Linked DNA regions of Sus scrofa: region 2 is linked to region 1. Evidence: chromatin contacts called from public Hi-C data. All regions are on one chromosome and are shown on one strand. Each heading gives the region's core, a stretch centred on a gene start, on an enhancer-like site or on the middle of the called end of the contact. The rest is flanking DNA. Distances are from core to core; before and after follow the strand shown. Region 1 has its middle 260 kb from the start of DUSP4. Region 2 holds the start of DUSP4 (dual specificity protein phosphatase 4).

What was found. A called contact is a pair of places that touch in the nucleus more often than the background predicts.
Region 2: a Hi-C map of embryonic fibroblasts shows a contact between it and region 1, with 4 times the contacts expected there. The contact joins the promoter of DUSP4 here to the enhancer-like site in region 1. A contact is called at or near these places in 5 of 5 promoter capture datasets (fetal liver, fetal skeletal muscle, liver and 1 more), 37 of 47 Hi-C or Micro-C datasets (adipocytes, adipose tissue, alveolar macrophages and 18 more) and 2 of 2 datasets of contacts at active chromatin or transcription factors (alveolar macrophages and skeletal muscle).

Annotation. Positions count from the first base shown.
Region 1 is chr15:55,227,278-55,234,417 of Sscrofa11.1, forward strand. No RefSeq gene overlaps it. Among named protein-coding and RNA genes, the nearest start is that of DUSP4, 260 kb to the right of the region's middle. Within about 2 kb of position 2,679, at least 13 of the 83 cell types and tissues checked have an H3K27ac peak or open chromatin away from gene starts, as enhancers often do. A contact at or near this core is called in alveolar macrophages and embryonic fibroblasts, where this site is marked.
Region 2 is chr15:55,488,117-55,495,256 of Sscrofa11.1, forward strand. It overlaps DUSP4 (dual specificity protein phosphatase 4), which reads left to right and starts at 2,968. Exons shown (of 4, transcript XM_003133392.4): 1 at 2,968-3,841. The coding sequence starts at 3,409.

The DNA.
Region 1 (7,140 bases), core at 1,429-3,928:
ATTTGAGTTGCTGGAGAGTAGGACAGAAACCTGGTTGGGGAAGAAATAGGAGTGTCTGGTCCTTTAAGAAACATGAATGTTATCTTAAATATACTGAGTAGTTTGGGGAAATGGGAGTAATTACTTCCCTTTTAGGACTCTCGTAACAAAAGTACATATTTCTACAAGGTTGTTGTAGCATTCTCTATAACAGCAAAACGTACTTATTGGGTAAAAATAGTCAACTAAACCATGGGCCATGGACCATTCAGATTATTAAATATCAAGCAGTCATTGGAAAAAACAAATACCTTCCTAAGGAATGAAATGGAAAGATCTCCAAGATATATTATTAAATTTTTTAAAAAGATGAAAGAACAGCATGTCTGGTATGATCCATTCGTGTAGGAAAACAACAACAGCACAGACTTTTCTCTCCATTTTGCTTATCTTGGTTTCTTTGTTGTTGAGCAAGTCTGTGTGCCCAATGCACAGGGAGACCAAACAAACCAAAATGTCAGTTTGGAGCAGAGAAAGGTTTATTGGTGGGTCAGGCAAGGAGAATGGACAGCTCAGGCTCAGAAAAGCCAGAACTCCCAATGGTTTGGGGGAAAGAGTTTTTATAGGCAAAATTTGGGGAGGGGCTGCAGTGTGTGTGACCTTCCTCTGACTGGTTGGTGGGGAGGTAACAAAGAAGTTGTTCCAGGAATTTCAATCATCAGCTTTCTGGTTCCAACCAGTCTGGGTCCATGTACTTGTGGTCAGCCTGAAGTTACTGTCCTGCATCAGGATGGAGGCCTTTGTTCTGTCCAACTCAGAAGTGTATCAGACTGTTACACACATCCCCCCATCACTGCACTATTGTTTTTTTTCTTAAATCCCTCATTCCCCTAATTAGTAACTGAATCTGCCTTTTGGAACTCAGGGAAGGTCTTGGAGGCTGAAAACATTTTCCTATAAATCAGGAACTGGGGACAGGGAAAGGCTTTTATGCCCAGGAGGGTCCTACAGGGTCCTGCTCTGTGTCATCTCAATGTGCTCACTTCTTTCTTCTTCCTTTTTCCCTTTCTGTTGGGCTGCATCAGCTGATCCATTTTTCAGGGCAAGATGCCTACCCACTAGATCTACTAAGTTTTAAGTATTACATCTCCAGCCATAGAGAAGTCGTTTAAATACTTTGAGCCTGAGTCTAAAACTATAAGAAAATATTCGCAGTATGAACCAGTGAACTGTAGTCTGAGTGAGAGACCAAAGGAGAAATTGGCAGTTCCTGAGAGGTTAGAGGGTGGGGAGCAGGCTTTATTTATGGAGTTGGAGGAAGGGCAGTTCTTAGAAGAAAGAAGAGATGGTGTTGGACAGGAAAGTGAGAAAATACTGCAGAGACGTCTCTCTTTTTTTGCTTCTTAGGGCTGCACTCACAGCATATGGAGGTTCCCAGGCTTGGGGTCCAATCGGAGCTGTAGCCGCTGGCCTACACCAGAGCCACAGCAACACCAGATCTGAGCTGCGTCTGTGACCTACACCGCAGTTCATGGCAATGGCGGATTCTTAGACGATGGTAGAGAAAAGAGAAGAACATGTTTGTGGAGAAGATTTAATCTTTGGGGGGGAAATGTTGAGGCTGAAATGTCTGAGACATCTGGGCAGAGTGTGAGTTGAGTGCCCCAGGTGGCAAAGATTCTTTGGGGAAGAATTTGGCAGCTTGGAAAGCTGGAGTAGAGAGTAATGAACATGTAGTGGTACCTGGACTACAGAACAAGGTCATGTACCAAAATGGAATGTACATGACTCCCAGAAACCCTCAGATAAGTGACTGCTTATGAGGGGGAATTAGAAACTACCTCACCACCTCCTTCTTTTTCTCCTCCTCCTTCTTCTGTTACCAGATAGGTTCCCTGAAGGATGATGACAGAACCCCCTCCCCCCCAGCCATGGGCAGTGAGAAACAATGGCCTGTGGAAAACAACTGCCTGCATAGATAAACCACCTACAAAGATTAACTTCCCTCTGTCTTGGGACTTGACTCCTACCCCTTCCTGAATTGTGTAACTTTCCCCTCCTTCTTTTTATTGTTCCTACCACAAATTCCTGCCACAAACTCCCACCACAAGTCCTGCCTCAAATCCTTTATAAGCCTCGCATCTCCTTTCGGTTGCTGCAGGGATAGAATGTGACAGGGATAAAAGCCCAGTAGTCCTTCCCATTATAGTTAGTAGCTAAAACTAATCAGCTCAGAACCATCCCAGGTCTAAGAACTGTTTTATATACAAGCACCCTCAAGCTAGAACACTGTTATCTGGCTGCCAGCATTGAGCCTGGTGAGAAGGCACACAGGTACTAACCCAGGTTGTGTGGGTGCAGCCTAACCCAGTGAAGGCTGAGCCCTCAGGTTCCCTGTCTCTCCAAAGAATATGGCCTATCAGGGACTAAAAAAGCACTTGCATTTCCTAGAACCACAACTGGCAAAAACTGTCTTAGGTCAGGTTTCCTGGAAACAGAGATTTGTGTGCAGGAATGTCTTTAGGGAGTTGTTGTATAAATTTGTCTAGTCTTTGTCTCAGGTTCCAGGCATAGAGCTTCAAAAACCCTTGGAATTTCCGGAGTGATAGGAGTGTCTTTGCTATGCTAACGAGGTGACTCAGGGTGGGCCCCTAGATAGCTTTGAGATGAGGGCTGGTTACCAGAAAGACCAACCACGTGAATAGAGAGGTGAAGTTTTGAGCCAGCCAGACCTCCAGCAAGGGAGTGGGGCTGAAGAGTGAGTTTAATCACGTGCCCAATGATTTAGTCAATCTCATCTATATAAGGAAACTTCCTAAAAACTTTGGACCAAGCTGGGCTGGTCATTGTACATCATAAGTCAGACATCCATGTGCCAGGAGTGTGACTCACCTTGATTTCATGAGAAGAGGGCATAGAAACTCTGTCTTCCCTCCCAGACCTCATCCTATGCATCTCTTTATTTGGCTGGTCCTACTTGTGTGTATCTTTAACAATGAAACTGTAATGTTAAGTAGAGTAATTTCCTGAGTTTGGCGAGTCATTCTAGTAAGCTGTCAGACCTGAAGGGGTCATGGGAATTTTTAGTCAGCTGATCAGAAGTGCTAGTGGCTTGGAGACTCCCAAGACTTCTAGCTGTGGGGAGACTTGTGTGCTGAGGGGAGTCACATGGAAGACTTTTCCCTTACCTGTTGGGATCTCCAGGGGCTTAGCAGAACACACAGTTGGTGTTAGAGCAATAGGGTATTAAGGCAGTAGGAGAGCTCTCAGCAACACCTGTAAGAGGATGAAGGAAGCAGTACTGGTCAGAGGGAGAAGTTGAAATGCAATGCTATTGAATAAAGGGCCTCAGCTAATGCCATAAGGGTCTCTGAAACTGGAATGGCCCTTGAGGCATCCTACATTGAAGCCAGAGGGCTGGCCCTTTGACTCCCACATTTTGATCCCCAGGGAGGTGGGGATGGGGGTCGGGGGTGCACAATCTTTGGCACAGGACAGTTCTTGGAAAGGGACTCACTTGTAAGCCATTAGCATCCCACATTTGTGGAAGCTGGGGACATAAGTGCCTTGACCCTGAAGGGGATTTGGAGTGGTAACTTACAGCATCCAATATACCAGCTCAATCATATATAACTATCCAGGTACTGAACATTCATGCTTGGATTATTAAGCATCTACACACACACACACCTTTTCCCCATAGTCTGAAATAAAGTTAACATCATCCCTTGCTCTCCCTATCAAAAGATGCGGAGCCAAATTCTCCTCAGAAAGAATGCATATGATTGCTTCAAGTTTTTCTCACTTATAAGCAAGCCATAACTGTGTTGATAAAAGAATGTCATTCTGTGTGGAGTCTTTTGAAACTTAACTTTTAACTTAGTTGTATATTACTGTAGTTCATTGGTTTTGACTGCTCCATAATATCTGTTTTCCTGACTATGTTACTGTTTACTCATCTCTTCCCCTATTGATGGCCTTCGGGATTGTTTTCATGTTTTTGCTAAGTCATGTTGCTATGAGCATTGTTTATACATGTCTCCTATATGTGTGCAAGAATTTCTCAATATAAGCCAAGGATGCATTGTTGGATAATAATTGTTAATATTCAATTTAAGGGATAATGCCAGTTTTCCAATTAGACAGTCCCATCAACAATGTGAAAGAAAGCCTGTGGCTTCATATCTCTTCTGACACTTGTTATTGTACAATACTTTTTAATTTTTGATAGTTGGATGCTTCATTGTGATCTTGATTATTTATTTCCCTCATGGCTAGTGATGCTGAATATCTTAGACATTTATTGGCCACATTTCTTCTGGGAAAAAAAAAAGTCTGTTTATTTAATTCCTCTTGCATCTTAAACCTTCCCATTAAGATCACTTTCTTTTACCCTTGAAGTTCCTCCAATGGTGTTTTCTTTAGAGAGATACTGCTGATGGCAAACTTTTTTCCACTTTGTTTCTGAAAATGTCTATATCTTTGCCCTCATTTGTGAAACATGGTTTCATCTTGAATAGAATTCTAGATTGGCAGTTATTGTCTTTCAACTCACTGAAGACAGTATTCCATTGTTTACAAATTTCTATTATCGCTGTGGAGAAGTTAGCTGTGGGTCTAGTTGTTGCTTCTTCAAGAGTAACCGTTTCCTCCTGAGTGCTTTTTGTGGATAGATAGGTAGGGATAGATGATTTATCTCCATCATCTATGTTTTGTATAATATAAGAAAGTATTAATGTAGGTATTGACAGATGATTCATCTTGTAAACAGATGATGTAAATGAATGGTGTTATTAAATACAGTACAGTAGCTACTGTAAGTGTATTTTCTCTTATGATTTTCTTAACATTTTCCTTTTCCTAGCTTATTTTATTGGAAGAGCACAGTACAAAATACATATATAACTTACAAAATATGTGCTAACCAACTGTTTATGTTATCATTAAGTCTTCTAATCAATAGTAAGCTATCCGTAGTTAAGTTTTGGTGGAGTCTAAAGTTAGGAGTGGATTTTTGACTGTGCAGGGGAAACCCTCACATTGTTCAATGGTCAACTGTATGTCATATACAAAGAGATTTATTTTAAGGAATTGGCTTACCTGATTATGAAGATCAGCAAGTTCAAAATTTACAAGTAGGGGCACAGGCTGAAGACCCAGGAAGAATCTATATTGCAATTCAAGCTGTCTGGTGCAGAATATTTTCTTACTTGGGGAAGCTCTGTCTTTTGTTCTATTTAGGACTTCAACTGATTGAATGAGGCCCACCCATATTATGAAGGGCAATCTGCTGTATTCAAAGTCCACCAATTTAAATGTTAATCTCCTGCCAGCAGTATATTCTAGTTTTCAAACACAAAGTGTACAAGAATGGTTAAAATTATCACTACTGATGATACCAAGTGTTGACAAGGATTTAGAACAATTGGAATTTTATACACTGCTGGTCAGAACATAAATTGGTGCAACTACTCTGCAAAACTGTTCAGCAGTATTTAGCAAAGCCAGAAATATGCATAGTCTGACCCAGAAATGCCAATCCTATGTGTATATTCAATAAAAAGGCATAGATATGTGCACCAAAAGACAGGTATTAACAGAGCTATTTGTAATAACCCAAATAGGAAACTATCTAAATGTTAATCACCAATAGAGTGGATACATAAATTACGGTATAATACTGCAATAAATACTATGCTGCAGTGATGGAAGTTCCCATGTAGCTCAGCAGGTTCAGGATCCCGCCTTGCTGCAGCTGTGGCAGAGGTTGCAACTTCAGTGTGGATTTGATCCCTGGCCTGGCAATATCCAAATGCCCCAGGTGTGGCCAGAAAAAAACCAAAAAACAAAAAACTGGAGGTCCTACTCTGGCACAGTGGGTTAAGAATCTGCCTGCAGCAACTTAGGTTGCTGCAGAGGCAAGGGTTTGATCTCCTACATGGCGCATTGGGTTAAAGGATTCAGTGTCATTGCAGTTATGCTGCAGCTCAGATTCAATCCTTGGCCTGGGAACGTCCATATGCTGTGGGTGGAACCATGGAGAAACACAAAATGAAACTATACTTCATTGAAAATCAATTTAAAAACAACTCCTGCATGCAATTATAGGATTAAATTCTCACAAAAGTAATGTACTGTCAGACACAAAGTAGTCCATGCTGTATAAAGTTCAAATATGGGCAAACTAATACAGTTCAGCATGATGGTAGTTTGAGGGGTTGTAGTGACTGGAAGAGGGCATATTGCAGGTTCTGGTTTACTGTTAATGTTCTTCTAATTCTGAGTGTGCATATAGTTATGCAAGTGTGTTCACTTGTGAAAATTGAGCTATACATTTTTCTAAAGTATATGCACTTTTCTGTATTTTTGTTTTCCTTCAGAAAAACTTTTTACTTAAAACCAAAAAAAATGTTAGTCTCACCCAAAACACCCTTCTTGAAACATCTAGAATAATTCTTGATCAAATATCTGGGCAATGTGTCTCAGTCAATTTGAAACACAAAATTAACCAAAACAATAGTTGAAGAATGGGAGGCTTGTAGGGGTTCAGTGATTTGCCCCAAGTTCCACCTCACACAGCCACTATACTGTTGTCAGAAGGGAAAATTTCCCCTTCTAGCCCTCTTCAATTCTTATGGCTGGACTAATAATAAAATTGACAAAAGACAGATTAACAGGAGAAAAAGAAACAAAGTTTAATTCCTGCTCATGGGGGTCTTATAAGAAATGGAACCTTATAAGAAGTGGCCAAAGCAGGCAGCTTTTATACTTTTTAGACAAAGAAACAATACATTTTTGAGGAACTGACAGGACAAAGAAACTTAGGTTTGGAGGGGCTTAATTAGTGAAAAATCTAAACAGAGTTTGGGCTTGGGGTAGTCAATTAAAGAAGTAACAAGCTTTGCTTATACAGGCTTCTTGACCTGAATTTCTTATCTCTGGTGATAAGGGTATCTTTATACCTCCAGGAGGTCACCTTTCACAGGAGATTTCTTTCCTGCTTTCAGAGATACGAAAGGGAGGGTCAGAGTGTCTCTCCTGCACTGGCTGTTTCTTAAGTAATTTTAATTAAAAATAATACATGTGCCATGCAGCATATTTTGGGGCTGCTTGTTGTTGTACCCAACACTGTTAAAGTACTCTAGAAGTTGCTCTTTAATG
Region 2 (7,140 bases), core at 1,718-4,217, 260 kb after region 1:
GTTGTCTGAAATTCACACATCCGACAGCTAATTCCTGAACTGAAGGGAGAGTCTGTTTGATTTTTTTGTTTTTTTGGTTTTTTCGTTTGTTTTCTTTCAGTCTCCCTCAAAAAAAAAAAAAAAAAAAACAAACAAAAACAAAAAACCAGGCATTGGCATTCCTCAAGCAAGCGGCTCTGGGCTAAAATACATGAAGTAGATGCAGAGGCCCCCCTCCAGGGTCCGGGCGCGCAGGCGCGCACACGTGGACACACACACACTCACACGCGCCCGCCCACGCGCCCTTCCGTGTGAATCGCCTGCGGGATTTACGGGCTTCGCCACCACGGATTACTGTCAGGTGCAGAAAGCAATTCTTTGTTCGGTGGGCATTTTCCTTCCCCGGGATTCGACTGTTATTTACCGGCCACGTGAGAGCTGGGCGGGGGTGGGGGGGGTGGAGGCGCCCCAGGCACAGGGGAGACAAAGGCTAGCGGAGCGCGGCAGAGGCGGCTCAGGAAAGGCTCCTGCTCCTGCGACACGTGCGGAGTTGGCCCGAACCTGCCTCCAACTGAGAAGCTCAAGAATGTCCAGTCCAAGCCCTTGTAAAGGCATCGGCGTTTTTCTGGAAGCGGGCCTGGCAACGACCTGATTCCGAGGCTGCCGGGAGAGCGACCGGGAAAAGCCGAGGACGGGCCGGACGTGGGGACTCCTTGAAAAGGGCGCGCCCCTGGTGTACCAGGGAGAGCGAATTTACGCGGAGCCTCACAACCGTGTCTGCACGTGAGAAGCGGGACAGAGGCCCTTGTTGCCCTCGGAGGGAGTACAGACCCTTCCCCGCGAGCCTTTGACCATTGACCTCCCGTCTGCACTGCCCGCGGCCTCGGTCTGTCTGCGGTGGTGACTGTCCTCTAGGCCCTAGGAGACAAGAGTGAGCAGAATGTCAGGGGTACCCAGAAGTCAGTGGTGAAAATAAATATCTTAATGTAGTGTTTATTTTTTAAAGTTTTATTGCAGTGTAGTTGATTTATAAGGTTGTGATAATTTCTGCTGTACAACAAAGTGATTCAGCCATACTCATTCACATATCCATTCTCTTTCAGATTCTTCTCCCACACAGGTTACCATAGAATACTGGGTAGGGTTCTCTGTGCTATACAGCAGGTCCGGTTAGCCCATCATTCCATAAACCTCAGTGTGCATACGCCAGTCCCAAGCCTCCAGTCCAAATGTAGTGCTTTTTAAAAAAAACATTCGAAATTAGTGCCCCCTCCCCCCTATATGTGATGAACAAAATAGTAAATTCTACATAGATCAGTACATGGCGGAGGCATTTCGGAGCCTGGGGTAAAAGGATTCCTCACGGGTGAGCTGCACCCCTCACAGCGCACTAAGCTTGGGCCTGGTGTCTGGATCCCCAGCGCAGTGGGAGGTCGTAGGCCTTGGAAGTAGAGGCCGCCGCCGAGGCCGCCCTGCGGAGCGGAGGGGTGGCCCTGGGGGCCGGAGGTGACAGGTCCAGAGAGCCGCCCGGCGGGGAACAAAGGCAGAGCGGAAGGCCGAGTCCGGGGAGGGAGAAACCCCGCGGGTTCGGCGGCCCTGGCTGCCTCGGTCGACCAGAAGAGGAAGACTCGACCCCTTTGTCCCCGAGGCCTCCAGCGAGTCCTAGAATTCCCTGCTTGGTGGTTAATTCTCACTAACAAGACTTGGCAAGATGTCGGGCGAATAATTTTTGCCTTGTGTTGTGTCCTCACTGCGGCGACCAAACACCCCTCTGCCAAAAGCGGCCTCCGGGAAATTAAATGCATAAGTAAAAGCGGGGGAGCGAGAAAAATGCGACATGACCTGGAAAGAAGGATGCAAAAGAAAAAAAGAAGAAAAAAAAACTGACTCGGCCCTGGAGCGTGTTAAATTCTTTACGTGTCATTTTCTCTGGGTCTTCGCACCAGATGTGGACCCTAAGTGTCATTTCCTGAGAAGACAATCACACGTGTACAAGGTGGGGTGAGGATTTTTCCAAAAGCCAAAAACATCTCCCTCCACCCCCACCCCCACAGGGTTAAATAAACCTCTTTAGGAAGCGTGGAAGGGAGTGGCACTCCCGCCTTCCTCCTTGGGAACAACATTCCGGATTCAATTAATGCCTCCCTCCGGATCGTAAAGCAACAAACTCAACACCTCACTTCTATTACTGGCCTTCGGGCCGGGAAGGCTTTCTCTTTCATCTTCTGAGTTTGGGGTTGCCCACGTTTCTCGGGAAGCTGTAAAGCTGATTTAATGGCTTAAGATGAAAATCGATCAGGCTGAGGCAGAAGCTAAAGTCTGAGGAATCACAATTGAAAAAACGTCTGGCCGGTCGAACGCACTTCGTAAACATGGGGCGAGGAGAGGCAGGCCGGGCCGGCTGGACGTTGGTGCAGCGTTCTTCTGTCCACTTGGGTAGGTGGGGGACACCTGCGAGGCTGCTTGGGGGGGCAGCACGGAGGTAAAGAGGGATGAAACCTCAAGACCGAGCCCAAGCCTCCGCTAGGCGGGCTTCTGGGCTGGCGATTTCTTTCTGCCGATAGCCGCTACCGCCGCAGCGGGGTGGGGTGGCCGTACCGCGACTCGGGTCAGGCTGTACGCGCGCTGCGGAGGCCGGGGAAAGGCGCCGCGGCGCTCCATTCACAAAGTCCAAGCTCTGCAGCTCGCTAGCGGGTCGGAGGCCTCCTCCCTCTTCCTCTAGGTCTAGGTTTTATGAATGGGCCTGGCGGCGAGCTCAGCGCTCCCTGTTTACTCCGCTCTTTGTGACGTCTCTTCCCCGTGACTGGGCGCAAGCTGCCGACACTCCATTCACGCGCTGGGGCGGGCAGAGAGGGAGGGGCCAGCCGGGAGGGGGGGAACTGGAGGGGGCGGGCAGCTAGGGCTAGGGGCGGGGTAGGGCTCTGGGCCCAGAATGGAAAGAGGCGGGGCCTCCCGAGGTAGTAATGAATCTGCCCCCTCCCGGGGGAGAGCAGAGGAGCCTTAATAAATCTATAAGCCGAGGAGAGGAAACTCTGGCTGGGGCAGAACGCTGAGCTCCGGCTGCTGTGGGGGAACGGCGAGCAGAACGGCAGGCGGCAGGAGCAGCACAGCAGGCAAAATACAATAGAGGAGACTACAGAAGAGAGCCCTTGGCCCTCTCTCGTAAACACACTCCCCTCCATCGCTACCTTTCCCTGGGCACCGTGCTGCCTGGCGCCCGAGGCCGCTCGGACTGCTATGTAACCGCGAGGCTGCAGGAGGAAGGGGACCGGGGAGAAGAGGTTCGCCCGTGGGAGCCTCAGGGGGCCAAGTTTGAAGCCACTTCTGCTCGCGCCTTCCCTTAGCCCCAGCCTGCCCCTTCCTGCAGCCCAGCTGGCCCAGGCGTCCTTCGCCTCCTCTTGTGCTCAGCAGCCGAGATTGCCGGCGACTATGGTGACCGTAGAGGAGCTGCGGGAGATGGACTGCAGCGTGCTCAAAAGGCTGATGAACCGGGATGAGAACGGCGGTGGCGCAGCCGGCAGCGGCAGCCACGGCGCTCTGGGGCTGCTGAGCGGCAGCAAGTGCCTGCTGCTGGACTGCAGACCATTCTTAGCGCACAGCGCTGGTTACATCCGAGGCTCGGTCAACGTGCGCTGCAACACCATCGTGCGGCGGCGGGCCAAGGGCTCGGTAAGCCTGGAGCAGATCCTGCCCGCGGAGGAGGAGGTCCGCGCCCGCCTGCGCTCCGGCCTCTACTCCGCGGTCATCGTCTACGACGAGCGCAGCCCGCGCGCCGAGAGCCTCCGCGAAGACAGCACGGTGTCTCTGGTGGTTCAGGCGCTGCGCCGCAACGCAGAGCGCACCGATATCTGCCTGCTCAAAGGTAAACGCGGGCGCTGGGCGCGAGCTGGAGGGTCAGTGCGGCTGAACAGTCCGTGCGGCTGGACTCGGCCTCCTGCGCCTTAGTGGGCAGAAGTGCCCAGAGGGAGTCGCAGCTGCGGGATGGGATCCCCGCGCACTCCTTTGTGCGTATTGGTGTCTGCACGAGTGTGCAAGGATTCTGTGCGTTTGTGTGCCAGCGCGAGTTCCTGAAGTCCTCCGAGGCGATGGGGCGCAATGCCTCCGTCACCTGCAATTCCGAACCCTTTCGGGCGTTTCTGAGTTTGTTTACTTCGACTAACGGTCTGGCCTTGCGAGTGAGGCTATCCAGCTGCGTTGCCCACCTTCGAATCCAGGGAAGTGCTCCCAAGTGCCACCGTGCGGGGATGGAGGACAGATTAGGCCTGTTGATTTGGAGTGCCGGGGCCCTGCGCTGAGTCCAACCCGAGATCCCAAGAGGTGGGGAAAGCGGTGAAGGAGGGTGAACACCGGAGTGGAATCGGCCCTGCGGGTCCTGCTGGAAACCAGCCCTTAATAAGTGCAGTAACAAGGCTGGGGTTATGGGCATGGTGTAGAGCGATCTGTATCTACTCTTCTGTTGCCCCACTCCGAGCTCCACCTGGAAGGTGGCCAACCTCTCCAGCTTCGGGGTAGAGCAGGCTCTGGGAGCGGAAGGCGGGAGGTCCGAGCATAGAGCGGACGCTTGGTGGGATCCGGCCTCTTAAATTGAGGTAGCAAAGTACGACCTTTTGTTCAGACCCGACTCTCAGACGGCGGCGCGTGCTTAAGTGCGAAACCCTTGGAGAGGGGAGGTCTCGTCAAACCAGCCAGTCGGAAACCCGAAAGGGCCGAGGGCTACCCAAATAACTGGAGGGCCGGGGCGCCGGCCGCACCTGCCAGAAGGTGTCGGGCGTCGGGGAGCAGGCAGGGCATGTGGGGTAAGGGCGCCCCTGGCCAAGCTGCGCCCCTTCCTCCCGCGCCGCATTCCGCGCATTCCTTCGCCCTCGGAGGGTCTTCTACTCTGAAGCCTAGAGGCGTTTCGGACCCCGGCCATCAAAGAGCCGCCCCTTTCCCTGCTGGTGCCCCTGGCCCCCTCCCTGCTGTCCTTTCCTCTCCGGACCCGCACGCCCGAGAGGAAGGGAGATGGGGCGGGAGGTGCGGCGGAAACCTCTCCCCACCGCCCCTTCCAAAAAGCACAACAACGCGGCTCAGTGCCGACCCGCTGGGCTTGCCCCCGTGAACAGCGGGGGGCTTTGTTCTCGGCAGTTGTTTCCTGGCCATTTGACCTGTCAGCTGCTGGGGAAATGCTGCTGTTGACCTTTGGTTGAACTATTAAGGCGATTTTGCTGATTTTTCTTTCTCTGCGAGGGCGGCCTTTGGCACCTCCGTTTGAGCCCAACCCTCTTCCCTTCTCCAAGCGCTTTAAGAGAAAGTGCCAGGAAGGGCCGTGCACCGGAAGGACCGGCCGCAAAGCTGGGCGAGCAGAGCTCTGGGGCATGGGGGCCCCTCCTCCCCGGTGCTGAGCTGTACCTGGAGCCCTGCAGCCCCGGACAGGGTAGAGTGCCGGGTCGAACATGCCACCTGCCCTCCCTTGGCTGGTGCTGGCGCCCGTGAGGAGGCGGAGATAAATTTCTCTGGGACAAAAGTCCCTCCGAATGGCAGGGGAGGGGCCAGGGTGTTCCCGTGCCACGTTGCCCTCGATCGCTCCTGATTTGGAGCCCAATCGCGCGCCTGCCTTTGTAGTCCATGAACCCCGAACCCTTCCCGAGGTAGGGCAGACGCACGTGGAGTCCGGTCGTTTTGTTTTGTTTTTCTTCCTGGAAGAAATCCGGAGAGGACAGCCCTAGGGTTTCCGGGCGCGCAGACACTCAGGCCACTCTCCCGGGGAGGGAGGCAGAATTTTAAGGATTCCTCCTCGGGATTGCAGCACCTCCCTGGTTGCCCCGAACCCCGCCGGAGGAGAGCCGGCAGCCAGAAGGGTTTCGGGGCCTCCCGGCGTACGCGCCGTCCGGCGCGAGGCAGTTGCAAATGTGACGACCGGGTAGGACCGGTAGCCTCTTGGTAAAACGACAGTCCCCTGGCTGCTGGCGAGGTGCCCGGCCAACGGAAGGCAGTGTTTTAAGGGCTGCTTCCTTCCGAGGCCTGCACTGCCTCCTGTTGTCTGACCTGATGCGGGCAGTGAGGATGGTTCTCTGCCTTTCAAAGTCCACATCTTCTTGAGAGGGAGAGGGTCCAGGCCTGGGCTACGGGTCGAACCTTTCTCTCTTCAAGAACAAGCCCCTCAGGAATAGCCAGGAGAGATTCAGCTTGATCTTTCTAAGCAAAGGGAGCCTCCGTTTGTAAGCAGCCGCCTAAAATTCACAGAGGTGGGGCGGCGCGCGCGCGCGCGCGCGGGGTGCGGGGGGGTGGCCTTCCAGCTAGTTCTGCTGTGGTGGTGGAACATCCCTGAGGTTAACTGGGTCGTATTCTGTTCAACTTAGCTTATTTTCAGTTATGGGGCTAAGCAGAGATGGTCTTAATACAGTTCCTCTTCGCTTTTGCTTCTACAGAAAAGGCATCCCTGGCGAGGGCAGAAAGAAATGGGCAGTGTCTGCCTGCAGCTATGTGTGTTGCAGGGGGGTGGGGGGGTGAGCTGGAGGGGGGATGACGTGTACCCCTTTCCTTAGAGAAGCCAGGGGAATGCAAGAAATGTGGGTTCTTGTCAGGGGGCTCTGGGGATGAGAAACTAAAGGGAAACTGGGAAAGACATGCCCCTTAGATGATCTTTACTAAGTGCCTGAATTGATCAGGGGGTGGGTGATTGGGGTAATTTTTTCCCACCGGAGTTGTTCGTTTTATTCTGCAGCTAATGGGCCTTTCTTCATGTCTCATTTCGTGTGCGGTGGTGGGTGTGGAGTAAAAGTGGCAAGACATTAAGCCAGTGGAAGACTGATTGTTGGTGTCCCCATCCTCAGGGGACAGTAAAAATAGCTGGGTAAATTTTCCAAAGTTCTTTTTTCCTTCTTGGCCTCAGGCTATCTCATTCTAGCAATTAATTGCATTAGTTGGTTACTCATTACAGGTAGTTAATAACTGATACCACAGGCAAGAATTCATAGTTGAGAGTAAACTTCACTAAATATCAATGAAATGCTCTCTGGCCTTTACTTTTTCTAACAATACTCAAGTTTTGCCAAAAGCAGTAACCCAAATCACTATACTTTCTGGTCTTTTGGCTAATAAAAGATTCCCGTTGAGGGTTTTTGTTTTGTTTTTAACTCATTTTGTTTAAAATCTTGTAAGGCATTTTTGGGAACAGTTTAG